3 separate regions of the Mus musculus genome follow, and regions 1 and 3 are each linked to region 2. The links are chromatin contacts, called in public Hi-C maps. All regions are on one chromosome and are shown on one strand. Each heading gives the region's core, a stretch centred on a gene start, on an enhancer-like site or on the middle of the called end of the contact. The rest is flanking DNA. Distances are from core to core; before and after follow the strand shown. Region 1 has its middle 14 kb from the start of Gm29960. Region 2 has its middle 110 kb from the start of Mir6540. Region 3 has its middle 77 kb from the start of Gm29960.

Evidence for each region. A called contact is a pair of places that touch in the nucleus more often than the background predicts.
Region 1: a Hi-C map of the C2C12 cell line shows a contact between it and region 2, with 2.6 times the contacts expected there. The contact joins two enhancer-like sites. A contact is called at or near these places in 2 of 484 Hi-C or Micro-C datasets (the C2C12 cell line and cortical neurons) and 2 of 115 datasets of contacts at active chromatin or transcription factors (cardiomyocytes and embryonic midbrain).
Region 3: a contact with region 2 is called in a Hi-C map of the N1E-115 cell line, with 15 times the contacts expected there. The contact joins two enhancer-like sites. A contact is called at or near these places in 4 of 484 Hi-C or Micro-C datasets (the N1E-115 cell line, cerebellar granule neurons, cortical neurons and 1 more) and 5 of 115 datasets of contacts at active chromatin or transcription factors (differentiating embryonic stem cells, embryonic forebrain, embryonic midbrain and 2 more).

Annotation. Positions count from the first base shown.
Region 1 is chr16:42,664,814-42,669,284 of GRCm38.p6, reverse strand. No RefSeq gene overlaps it. Among named protein-coding and RNA genes, the nearest start is that of Gm29960, 14 kb to the right of the region's middle. Within about 2 kb of position 2,499, at least 2 of the 459 cell types and tissues checked have an H3K27ac peak or open chromatin away from gene starts, as enhancers often do. A contact at or near this core is called in the C2C12 cell line, where this site is marked.
Region 2 is chr16:42,187,138-42,191,644 of GRCm38.p6, reverse strand. No RefSeq gene overlaps it. Among named protein-coding and RNA genes, the nearest start is that of Mir6540, 110 kb to the left of the region's middle. Within about 2 kb of position 1,279, at least 265 of the 459 cell types and tissues checked have an H3K27ac peak or open chromatin away from gene starts, as enhancers often do. A contact at or near this core is called in the C2C12 cell line, the N1E-115 cell line, cortical neurons and 3 more, where this site is marked.
Region 3 is chr16:42,573,661-42,577,747 of GRCm38.p6, reverse strand. No RefSeq gene overlaps it. Among named protein-coding and RNA genes, the nearest start is that of Gm29960, 77 kb to the left of the region's middle. Within about 2 kb of position 2,082, at least 57 of the 459 cell types and tissues checked have an H3K27ac peak or open chromatin away from gene starts, as enhancers often do. A contact at or near this core is called in the N1E-115 cell line, cortical neurons, differentiating embryonic stem cells and 2 more, where this site is marked.

The sequences.
Region 1 (4,471 bases), core at 1,250-3,749, 480 kb before region 2:
CACCCTTCTCTATAGTCACAAATAATATAAAATACCTTGGCATGACTCTAACTAGGGAAGTGAAATATCTGTATGAAAAGAACTTCAAGTCTCTGAAGAAAGAAATTAAAGAAGATCTCAGAAGATGGAAAGATCTCCCATGCTCACGGATTGGCAGGATCAACATTGTAAAAATGGCTATCTTGCCAAAAGCAATCTACAGATTCAATGCAATCCCCATCAAAATTCCAACTCAATTCTTCAACGAATTAGAAGGAACAATTTGCAAATTCATCTGGAATAACAAAAAACCTAGGATAGCAAAAACTCTTCTCAAGGATAAAAGAACCTCTGGTGGAATCACCATGCCTGACCTAAAGCTGTACTACAGAGCAATTGTGATAAAAACTGCATGGTACTGGTATAGCGACAGACAAGTAGACCAATGAAATAGAATTGAAGACCCAGAAATGAACACCTATGGTCACTTGATCTTTTTAATGTTTTATCATTTTAGTGCTTGTGTTTCTTTTTTTGCCCGAAACAGACATCCCCTCGTCCCAGGATCTAGTGAAGATAAAGATTATATTATAAAATAAATCAAAAAATAGTAATGATTTCAAGTACAAGTTAAATAACCAACCTTCTTGAAAACCAAGTCATCCTTTCTCACAAGCTATGTGGCTTGAAGGAGATTGAAAATTTACATAGTATATATCTGATTTCATTGATTATCAAGGCTTACCACGGAGGAGGAACCAGGGTTGTTTTGGTTTTGTTTTGTTTTGTTATTGTTGTTGTTGTAAAGAGACACTCTAATCACTGGCTTGATGGAACTCTAGTTCAATAGATGTGGGCCACGGAGGCCAAGGGCAAAGAACTCTCAGATCTCATTGTATTTATTTTGCCCAAGGAAAACCTTGATTTCCAGATAGACTTTGGTAAAAAATGTGGCAGTTAGCACAAATATCCATTCTGTCTGTGCTATCTGCAGGTCAGTTTTATCACTGGACTCATTGTCTCTGCATCTATCCTTATTGGAGCCTGGAAAGTATTCTCTTATTTTTCTGTCTGAGAGAAACTAAAGAACTCCTTAGTTCATGTGATATATATTCTTGGTCGTCAGCTTAACTACATCTGGAATTAACTAAAATTTAAATATGGAGCGCATACCAGTGAGAGAGTCTTGCTAAATCTGAAATAGAAAGATGCACTTATAATTGGGATCTTGAGGTGGGAAGACACATATTTAATCTGGGCCATACCTTCTGCAGGAAGACTAACTATAAAAGGACATGGAAGAAGGCTTATGCTCTTTGTCTTTGCCTGCTTCTCTTGTCTTGCTAGCAAGCCCATTCTTTTACTGGCATTAGAGCCTACTTCTTCAGGATTCCTGTGTGTCTCCAAAAGACCAACAGAGATATCCAGCCTCATGAACTGAACCAGTGCTGGACTCTAGTAGTTCCTCTTCATAGCCAGCCATTGTTAGATTAGCTGGGCCACAGGCTGTAAGCCATTATAACAAATTCCCTTCACACACACACACACACACACACACACACACACACACACACACACACACACATGCACGCACGTATACACATTCATTCTGTAAATTCTGTTACTCTAGAGAACCCTGACGAATATAGTTCATGAGTATGATAAAAAGGAGCATTGTTGAATTGAAGTGATAAACATACATGTTTAACAATGAGGAGTTGATATTAACCAGGCCTGCTGTTAGGTCCTGACTTTGGTACTTTAAAACTATAAAACTTCAGGCCAAATAATTAATCTATCTATACTCACAGGATATATAGGGTTGGAGAGATGGATCAGCAGCTAAGAACATCTATTACTGTTGCAGAAGGCCAGAGTTCAGTTCACAGCACCTATGTCAGGGGACTCACAACTGCTTGTAACTAATCCAATGCTCTCTTCTGTTCTTTAGGCACTCACACACATGTGGCACTCATCCAAACATACACATAAATAAAAATAATTTTAAAACCATAAAACATAGAAAGGTATGATAGCAGAGCCATACTTACATATGACCTTGTTGAATGGATTAAATGAGATAATAATGTTAATATATTTGACCCAGTGAAAGTTACTCAGTAAATAGTAACAAATTTTAAAATCTTTAATTTTTTTGTATGAAATCTATATCATCATTTCTTTCAGGAAGCCCCCATGTGGTGTGATTGTTTCTAAATGATTTGTTCTGATAAGAGCTTGAAAAAAAATATGAGGGCGAAGAGATGCACATTGCTAAATAGCACAAAGATGTTAATGTAGCCATCAGCCTGTAAAGAGACCTTTGTATCCCTCTCTTGGATGATGCGACATTAAAAAAGACCCACTTTGCTTTGTTCTGGGAAGATGAATGTGCTCTTTTCTGCAGTCCTGCCTGGGTGCTCTGTGTTCCAAGGTTAGCTTAGCCCTACTCCCTGTCTCTGCCTTGCTGTCATTGTTTGATTCATAACTCAATATTAACCACAGATGAGGGAGGAGTAGATGGGGGGGCATTTCTTTCATGTGACACACAGTCACTGGGACCCTGGCTTTTCTAAAGGAGCATTAATTACCCTTGTCAGTCTAACCAAGTACAAATTTTACTTCCACCAAGGATCATGCCATTTCGTTGGCATTGGGTGAATGTGCAGTGAAGGCTTTGTCATTTATCCGTGGGTAGAATGCATTCAGAGTCTTTTGTGATTTATGTTTTTTTCTTCTCTCTGTTGAAACTGGCATGGTATCTATTAATAATAAGTATACGATTCTGGAACGTGAGACAAGAAGGTTATTAGTCACAAAACTACAATGCCCGTGTATAAGTTTCTGTGTTTTTAGACTTCTACATTTACTGCCTGTCTTACCCTGGTTTTTATTTCTCTTTTCTGTTCATTGAGAGTGGAAATCAATGGGATATAAGAATTACAAAGCCTTATTGCTTATTATTTTGTAAAGCACATTTGTATGTGACTAAAGTTTTGTGATCTGAGTATTTTATGAGGCTGTTTTACAACTATGTGACCCTCAAAAGGTTAACTTATAAAAGCCTGATAGTAAAATAAATAATCCCCATTCAAAGATGCCTGGTGGAATTGTCTTACTCTGTGGGTAAACCTCCATTTTGATGGTTTTAGATTTGAAGAGGTGGTTTTCCTTCTCCCAGCACAACTGCATGGCACACTTCTTGTCTGAAATCTTTTCGCAATGTCTTACTGGCTCTCTCCTTAAAATATTGAAACATTTTTCTCTTTATATCTGCACAGATATTATTTACCTTTTAAAAAGTAACAGTTTAAAACTATGGATTCTGAAGCAAAAGCAAAACAAAACAAAGCAGGACCAGAGACCGAATCTATCCATCCATGTCACCCTTAGTCTCTAGTTCACATCTGTATCTGTCTGTGGAAACTGGAGCTCACACTGGGCGCTCTTCTGGAGACCACTTGCTATTGATGACCGGTTCTTAAGATGGTCTCAGTCCTTCATGGCCATAGTACATCTCCAAAGTGCAACTTTCAAAATTAACTTGTCACACAATTGCTACAAGAAATAGTGGAGGTGACTGTCTCCTCCACCACAGTGCCTCCAGCCACCAAAGTTAGACCTCCCTCCTAGACTGCCACTTTGGAGCATACCAACAAACCGTCATTTATTTTAGATAGAGAAGAGTCCTTAAGTCATGAATGCCATTGGAAGTAAACATAGCACTTTTCCATATTATCTTCTTGGGTTATTTCCACTTTGAACTCCACATGAAGGAAAGTTGTTGAGGACAACACTGCCTGACAGGCTGTACACATTCAATGCTTTGAGGGAAATGTTCTTCTACCATGCCTAATGTCTCACAGTATCTATTCCACAGTCCCATGGTTTAAACTACTGTCTTCAGCTTTCCAGTCCCCTTTGCCATTGGGCCTTTTTCTCATATAGGCTGCACTTAATCATGAGAACTTTCTTAGGACCAAAGATGTTGGCTGTTGGAGATTTCTTGTTAGTCTTTTGGAATTTTAGTTTATAATGCCATGTTTTACTATCATGTTATAGGAGTGACATTCTTTAGATATTTCTTTTGACCACTTGGCAATGACTTTCGTATTCATCTCTTTAAATGTGGTACCCCATCTTCTCTCATGGGCATTACTGGTAGCCCTGGAGCAAGCAATACATCATAGTTTCCCTAGACCCCATGTTAGCACATATTATGCCTTAGTATGCACCAGGTTTTGTTTCTTTGTTTGTTTACATTCCAGGCTTTCCTTAAATGTTTAATTTCAGCTATGTTCTCTACCTTCCTGCTCTTGCCTTTTCCTGTTTTTGCCTTCTGTTCTTCCATTTCTTATTGGATGAGTACCTACTCAATTCTTCGTATGTGTTCATCACGTGTATGTATGTATGAGCCTATGCATTTAGCACATTTTTAGTCATCATGCAGCGTACAATATCATTCAAAAGTTTCTATCCAGAGTTTATGTCA
Region 2 (4,507 bases), core at 30-2,529:
GCTGTGCAAACGGCATAACAGTCCTGCAACGGCTAGGAAGCCATTTCTTCCACGCTACAGGAGCACCAGTCCCTCGGGTGGGTCCCACTTCTGACCATCCTTGAGAAGCAGTGTCTGGAGATATTTCCTCTGGGAAAAGCTGTAACGGCAGACTGCTACACCAAGATCCTCATTCTTAAAGCACTATTAGCACAGGAGGAATCCTGTCTAAAAGCAGTCGGTCGAATAATTCTAATCCTTTAAAAGCTAATAAATAAATAATTAAATAAATGAAGAGCCGTCTGCTCCGAGAGAGAGAGAGAGAGAGAGAGAGAGAGAGAGAGAGAGAATGAGAATCAGGCCTAGTTACCTTCTTTGAATGGAAAAGGCACCTGTGTATTCTCACAACTTAAAGGCAAGGAAAATGCGGGCAGTTAATTTCTTAACTAACCTTACCTCATCATATAAAAGTTGAACACCGTTATTTTACTACCCGTCTTGTAAAAGCAGTGCGCACCTGGCTCAGAGCCGCCAACAAATGGCTATTACTCTGCCATCATTGTGGTCTTTCTCTCCATCCTATCCTGCTTTGGAAATTTATTGGAGGGATCAGAATCTCTGTGGGGCTCCAGACTCTCAAAGTGTGCTTGCTTAAGGCGTGGTGGTATGTGATACATGGTGTGGGGTGGGGTGTGTGTGTGTGTGTGTGTGTGTGTGTGTGTGGACTTGTGTGTCCAGCCACAGAGAATCCTCAGGTTGACAGAAGCGTTACCGCCATCTGCTGCTGAATTGAGCCTACTGCGATTTGCAGGAAACTGAACCCGCAGGGGAAGAATGTTAATCAATCCTTCCCCTACACGGAGCCTGTGGGCTACTTCTAATCTCGCCTGTCACCCAAAAGGCCAAGCAAGCTGCTGTTTGGATTCACAGTGACCTGGCTAACAAAGATGAAGGCTCCAGCTACTCCAGCTACCTGGGAAGGGGACTGAGGAGCTCAGGAATGTGACCCCCTTGCATCGCAGGCGGGGAAGAGCTGGGGCAGGGAAGCAAAGGGGACCTCGGTAGGCTGCTGGGCTCCTAGGGGCTCCCCCAGCTATGCTTCTTGATGCTCTGATCGTAACGGCACCACTGGCTCCTTTGTTTCGGGAAAAGATCTATCTGTATTGGCCTGAGGCAGACTTTACCCCTCCCGCTTGCATCAGGAATCCTTTGCTTCTTCGCCGCGCCCATCCGTGGACATCCAGGGAGCAGGCGGAAACCTTACGCGGCTGTCAGCAGCGGTGATGGGTGACGCCAAGAGAGCAGCCGCTGGCGCCCGCCCTCCAAGCACTTCCTGCCGCGCTGGATGGCGGTGCGGGCTCGCTGGCGCGCACCTCTGCCCCCTCGTGGCACGTGCAAGCATCGCGGCTTCGCAGACGCCACAGCCCACCCGCACCCGAGGCGGGGCGGGGACACTGGAGTGCTTTTCATAGGGACTTTTTTTTTTTTTTTTCCTTTCGTTTCCATTCAACTCCTGGCATCACAAAAAGGGTTTCCAGGTTCACTCAGTTACTTATTAATGGCAGAAGTGAGGGTGGGTGAGGGGGATAGAGCGAAGAAAGGAAAGAGACTAAAAACATGTTTGCGGCGAGGAAAGAGAGGATTAGGAAAAAATTGAACGATGTTAAGAAGGGAGAGAGGCAAGGTGACAGTGACGAGAGACTGGAGTGACAGCAGAGGTTGTGGGAAGAATACAAGGAGCAACAGTTTGGGGGGCGGGGGGAGGCTGCTTCCGCTCAAGAAAAGGAGGGCGTGACATCCGGGAGAGGTAAAAGCTCATTTTGATGAAGTGAACCCTGTGAACATTTCAATATGCCTCTCTCCTAGTTTACATCCCATTTTGGTTGACAGCTGCTGAAAATGAGTTTCCATCTTTCTGTCTTGTTTTAATATTCTCTTGTATCCCACATCTCTGAGATCATTAGAGGCAGAAAACAATTATGTCATCCATCCCTGTGCCTGATAGAATCCTCAGGCACATGCTGGCTTATTAACTCCAGTCTTTCCCTGCCACCATCAGCCGCATCTTTTTGTTCTTCTTCTGATTCATGCACAGTCACACGCAATCTCTCCCCCTCACGGCTGATCTCTATGGACTCACGGACCCTTAGGGAAATACAAGTGTAGCTGCAAAGAATCCAATTGCATGTGACAAATACTTTTCCAGGGCTTCTGCCACCTATTCGTCAACAACAACAACAACAACAAAAAGTAAAGCTAACCTGTAAAAGCCACAGGGAGTCACAAACAGTGCTTCTTTGGAGTCACATCTGTAGCCCTTGACTCCTCCCTTTTGTCTTCTTCGACACAACAAAAGGAAAGAGATTTTGCTGGTTCTGTGTTGGCCTGATCTCCATGCAAGCTGTAAAAAAGGTTGAAAGGAATTTTCTAGACACCAGCCTTAGTCACTACTATTTTGCCAACACTGTTGAATTTGATTCCAAAATTGGAGAGGGAGGTCACATTTCAAAAGCCTGGACAGGATGATAAAAACTGTTTTGGCAGAAGATTAATCGTTGCAGATGGGTGTGGGCAGTGGTGCCCAAACTCATTTACCATAACAAATGGTTTCATGAAAATGTTTTGGTCAATACAGCTTATTTTACCACATTGTGGGCTGGTTGTAGGGGTGGAATGGGCATCTCCTGATTCAGTGTTATCAAGATTCTTTCAGAGGCTCCTCTCAGGAAGGGAGCCTCCTTCTGGACAGTGCCAAGGATACCTGAAGATAGAAATTCAGCTTGGACACAAGCCATTTTCCATTACAGCCAATGGACTGTGTTGCAGAAAAGCACCTTAAATGGGGGAAAATACTTTGGGAATCTGAAACCAACCAACCAACCAACCCCCCCGAAAAAGAACCCCAAAAGTCAAAAATAAAATAAAATAATGAAGGCTGAAAGCCACTGAAGTGTCTATAGTCTCGGTTTCTCTTAGTGTCTCTGTCCTTTGCGGGCTGGTGGCCACTTTTATGCTGTGTCTGCACCTGGACTTTCTGTTGAGCAGGGTGCTGGTTCATTCTTGTTGTTTCTTTGTTTCTTCCTCTTGTCTAAGGACAAGAGTCAGCTTGAAGACAGTTGTTTTCTGTTGTTGTTTCTCATCCCCTTGAGTCACAGGTGGTTGCGAGCTGCCTATGGGGCTATGTAGGTGCTATTACTAGAGTCTTCCGGAAGAGCAACTTGTGCTGAGCCATCTTTTTAGCCTCTTAGCCCTTGCTTATAACTTCCTCCTCAGTTCCTTCTTTAGAGTTTCTGCCTCCGCCCTCCAAATGCACTGACATACATGCAAAGGCGCTGGAGGTTAAGGTTAGGATATATAAATCCTAGGGGGTGCCACCTAGTTAGTATCACTCTCTAAGCGTGCTCAGATGGGTTATTGAGCATCTGCTTTCCAGATTTCACAAGGATAGAGAAGTCTGCAGTGGAGAAAAACCTCATGGTAGACACAAAAGACCCAGTAGGTCTGTGGTTACCCTGTGCAGATGGCTGTGTCGCCTCAAATAAGAGTTTTCTGAACTTGGGTTCCCTCAGTTGGGAAACAGACTAACTGCTACTGCTCCACCGTGGATTGTCTGTGAATATAATTGTGCCCAGACGCCTAAGGCAGTGAGTTAGGAGTCATTGTGGAAACCACCAGCTCTGCTTCACTGAGTGTTCTTCCCACAGCTTATCTTCCAAGTGGTAAGTTTCCCTTGTGCTGAGAGTCAGTGTAATATATGCGGGCAAGGTGTGGAGGGGCAACGATGTACATTTGGATTCCACTCCATCTCCTTCGTGCCACTACAACAGAGTAGTACAGACTGATGTATAATATATAGAAAGCTTTGGCCTCTATTTCTAGGATGAGAGTCAAAGATGGAGTCTCTGTTGATGTCTGACATTTAACTATTTGTTCTTAAGATATAATCACCACAGTTTTGGACCTGCCATACAAACTGTTGTTTGAGGGATAAGTTCCCAAACCATGTTTTAAGGGCAACACATTGAAATCATTGTAGGCAGTGGATAAGATCCTGAGTGCATTATGGACACGGACACACACATGTCAAGGATCCCAATGCCTCAGACCAATGGAAATGGCAGAGCCTTCCTCAAGTGTGGCTCGACATAGCAAAGCCTTCATCTGGTCCAAGTGTGAGCATCCAAATAGGTTTGGGTGTTCAATCTCAATCCCTCCTGTTTTCAAGGCAAGGGTTTTACTGGTGGAGCCATCTCCACTGCACCCCAATAGTTTGTTTAAATCGGCTTTCAATGGTTGTAGAGCTCTGCATCTCTGTGATACAGTTTAGAATTTCTTTGCTTTGTAGATTTCTCATCTCATCTGCATGCTAATCCTACTCATGAGTCATGGCTACGTCTTCAATAGAAAGTGTTGGTGGTCTGCCTTAATTCCATCTTACTCTTATTTTTTTTTGAGCATCCTCTTCAACTTGAAGCTGGAGTAAGCTACTGAAGAAGAGTGTGAGATCAGTACTTATCTTCCCTCACCA
Region 3 (4,087 bases), core at 833-3,332, 390 kb before region 2:
GGGTCTTATAGCCCATACCTATAGTGACACACCTACTTCAACAGGGCCACATCTCCTAATAGTGCCACTCCCTGGGTTGAGCATATACAAACCATCACAATAGCTGTACTCTTTCTTTAGTTGATTGATGTTCTTTTCTTTTCTTTTTTTTTTTTGTTATTTTCTAATTACAGAATTATATATAATCTTCAAACATTAAAATACTATGATCTCTACTATTAAAGGTAAACTGCTCTCATAAGTGTTCTCTGTAGATAAAGGCAGGATTCAAAATACTTAGCATCTAGTTAGGGTTTTATTAAGTACTTTTTTGTGTATGTTTGTACACTAAGGAGCTAAAGTATGTTGCCTTACAGAAGATTTTCACAATCTCACTAAAAGTAACAGGAGTCATTCTGAATGGTTCACAGGCAGATGATCCTTTAAATTGGTTTTTCTGGAAATCTGTTCAATTTGGGAGTACATGAAATTGAAATATCTCGAGGACAGCTTTGCTTCCCCTCTTTGTTGCTCACTGTCCTCTCATCAGAATCTGTCAGTTGATTGTAGAATGTGTTCTGTTTTGACCAATTCAACATGCTGTAGATTACCCTGTAGCTGCATTGTGACTCTCAGACTGGAACAGTAATGGTCCTCTTTAGCTTGCATGAGTGTATTTAATTGCAGTGATCTGTCTGAACAGATCCATGGTGACAGGAGGCAGATGTCCTGAGAGTCTTTAATTCTCAGGTTGAGTTGTCATGGTGGACAAACTCTCCATTATGCATAGAATCTGATTTGGAAACCTAAAGCACAAATCTTCAGTAGAACTTTCAGATTGCTCTTACAAGGGAAACCAATACTGTAGAACTAATTAATAAATATGAGTCCTAAGTTTATTTATTTAACTTTTCCTACTCATTAATGTGACAGATAAAGTGGGAAAAGACAGATATAATAGTACTATCATATATATATGATATATATGCATATATATACACACATATATATTTACATACATATATACATTTATACACACACACATACACATTTGCTATGGCAAGTCTTCTAAAGTCTGTGGAGGAATTTTGAAGAATATGAAAGGCTACTCAAATATTAGGCATACTTAAGTTCATTACATCTTCTTTGCAGCACTTACATAGATGTTGTGGCTAGTCAGGTATTGTATGCTGCCTCAGTCAAATGGCATTACCATAGTTTATGCTATGTGCTTCCACTGGCAGGTATACTTCTAGTGTACCTGACAAGATGAAGAGAAAGCTTTTAACACAAGCTGTTCTCACTCTGATCAGATATACCATTTGATCTAGTGTAAAAGGAAAAGTCTCTATGTCTTCAGCTTAATCAAATAATCAAGTGGCACCCTTCAATTCTTTATCAAACAATAAATCGAATGTAAATTTTCCCTAAATTGTTTCTTTCCTTAATAGTAGGCTTCTTGATAATTCTCTGCTACTTCTTTCTCACCTCCTTTCTGGTTTTCTCATTTCTAATGTTGGTATGTTCTCCTAAGGCGCCTGGCCTCTGCCATAGTTTAAAGCTCATCTGTGTTACAATATTCACCTTCAGGACCCACTGCTAAGTCCCTTCCACCATCCGAGGAATAAAGGATGCTTCAGATAAAGCACATTCCTAGAAACATCACAAAAATCAAAATAGCAAGGCTGATGACATTTTTTCTGATTACTCAGTTTTTTGCTGACTTGGATTTGATATCCTGTTTAATAAAAGCAACAATAGCAACAACAGTGAAAGGTGGAGGTGTTTGAAGAAAAAAAAATCGTCACAGTGCATAGGATTACCCCACCCTTCCTTCGCCATTCTGCTAATCAAATCGGTGATGCAATCGTCTGCTTTTCCCAGAAGGCCCCCCTCTCTCCATAGTGACAGAGAATACATTTGATGCTTCTTGCCGTGCCCTAGATCCCTGACCCCTCATCCCTTTAAACAGTCCCCGCTGCTAAAAAGAACCCCAATGACCCTGCGGCATTTAGCTTCAGCTGAGTCGCCCCCCCTCCCCCATGCCATTGAATTGCAAATCTGGGCATGCCTCAGTGAGAGCACTTCAATTCCTCATCTGCATCTTCACTCCCCTCCCCCTCAGGGACAGAAAAAACCCCAAGGAAATATAGCCAGCCACAGCTAGGCTGAGGCTCTGATCAGATTAACTCCTAGTTTAATAAGACATGTGGTGAGCCACCAGCTGCTCCATCCCATTGCACTTAGTGAAGGACCAACGGGTCTTGAAGGTCCTTATTTGCAAGAGTTGAGACAATGTGTGGGACTTAGGAACCTGTTTCTCCAGATTTCTCTGGCTCCCCAAGTCTGCGAGCTGAAGGACTCTTTGAAGGTTTCAGTGCATTAGGCTTAAAACCTAAGAAGAAACCTGAGAATTCTTATAGTGTAAAGCCCAGTCAACTCCGTTTTTTGAAGAAACTCCATTTTGTGTGAGACCAGAGGCTAAACTCCAATTCCAGGAAGAAAATCAGAGTTCTCCTGAGCAACCAACCTATGGCAACCCACACTCCTTAGCAACAGCTAGTCAGGCTGCAATAGCAGGGTCAAGGTGCATATAGATAACTTTAGACATCCTTCAGAGAATACATAATTTAGCCATTCTGCTTATCAGGTAGTTCTGTCCCCATGTTCAGGTGTACATAGTGCCCATACACACATACATGTAGGCAAGCACTCACACACATGAAATCAAATGAATGAATTTTTAAAACTATTATCTTGATTTATCTTTACACTTTTAATAACAGGAAAGGATGCCAGGAGTCTTAAGAGATAGAAGTCTGTTAGGACTAAGCGATTATAAAGGTTTTAAAATCCCTAACTTTGCCATGTCCTAGTGTTATGCTCAAGTTGTAGGTACCCCAAAGACTACCCAATGATGCCAGGGGAGGGCATCTGATCTGCAACGGGAGTTACAAAAGGTTGTGACCCACATACAGTTGCTAGGATCTGAACCTGGCTCTTTTGTAAGAAGAGTAAGTGCTCTTAATCCCTGAGGTATATCTCTAGCATCAAGACAAGCTAATTCTTTTTTTTTTTTTTTTTTTTTGGTTTTCGAGACAGGGTTTCTCTGTATAGCTCACTGTGGAACTCACTTTGTAGACCAGGCTGGCCTTGAACTCAGAAATCTACCTGCCTCTGCCTCCCGAGTGCAGGGATTAAAGTCCTGTGCCACCACACTAGGCCACAAGCTAATTCTTCTCTCTCTTTTTTTAAATTAGGTATTTTCCTCATTTACATTTCCAATGCTATCCCAAAAGTCCTCCACTCCCCTACCCACCCACTCCCACTTTTTGGCCCTGGCATTCCCCTGTACTGGGGCATATAAAGTTTGCAAGTCCAACGGGCCTCTCTTTCCACTGATGGCCGACTAGGCCATCTTTTGATACATATGCAGCTAGAGTCAAGAGCTCTGGGGTACTGGTTAGTTCATAATGTTGTTCCACCTATAGGTTTGCAGATCCCTTTAGCTCCTTGGGTATTTTCTCTAGCTCCTCCATTGGGGGCCCCGTGATCCATCCAATAGCTGACTGTGAGCATCCACTTACGTGTTTGCTAGGCCCCGGCGTAGTCTCACTAGAGACAGCTATATCAGGGTCCCATCAGCAAAATCTTGCTAGTGTATGCAATGGTGTCATCGTTTGGAGGCTGATTATGGGATGAATCCCTGGATATGGCAGTCTCTAGATGGTCCATCCTTTTGTCTCAGCTCCAAACTTTGTCTCTGTAACTCCTTCCATGCGTGTTTTGTTCCCAATTCTAAGAAGGGGCACAAGCTAATTCTTAAAGCTGCTCTGTTCTTAGACTTCCTTGGGATCCTCAGGACCTGGAAGACTAGATAGACAAGATACCACGAGAGCCAAAGTTACGATTAAAGTTTTAATTATTATGCCCACATGTGATTAAGCACATCCAGTATAGTTGGGTCAAACAAAGGTAATTTGTGGCCATTTTCTGGAGATCTAGAGATGTACCTTAACAGAGAGTCCATCCATCTGGTTAGTATTTAACTACATCTTGCTTCAGATTTGGCTTTAAATCATGGTGGTGGTGGTGGTGGTGGGTCTGA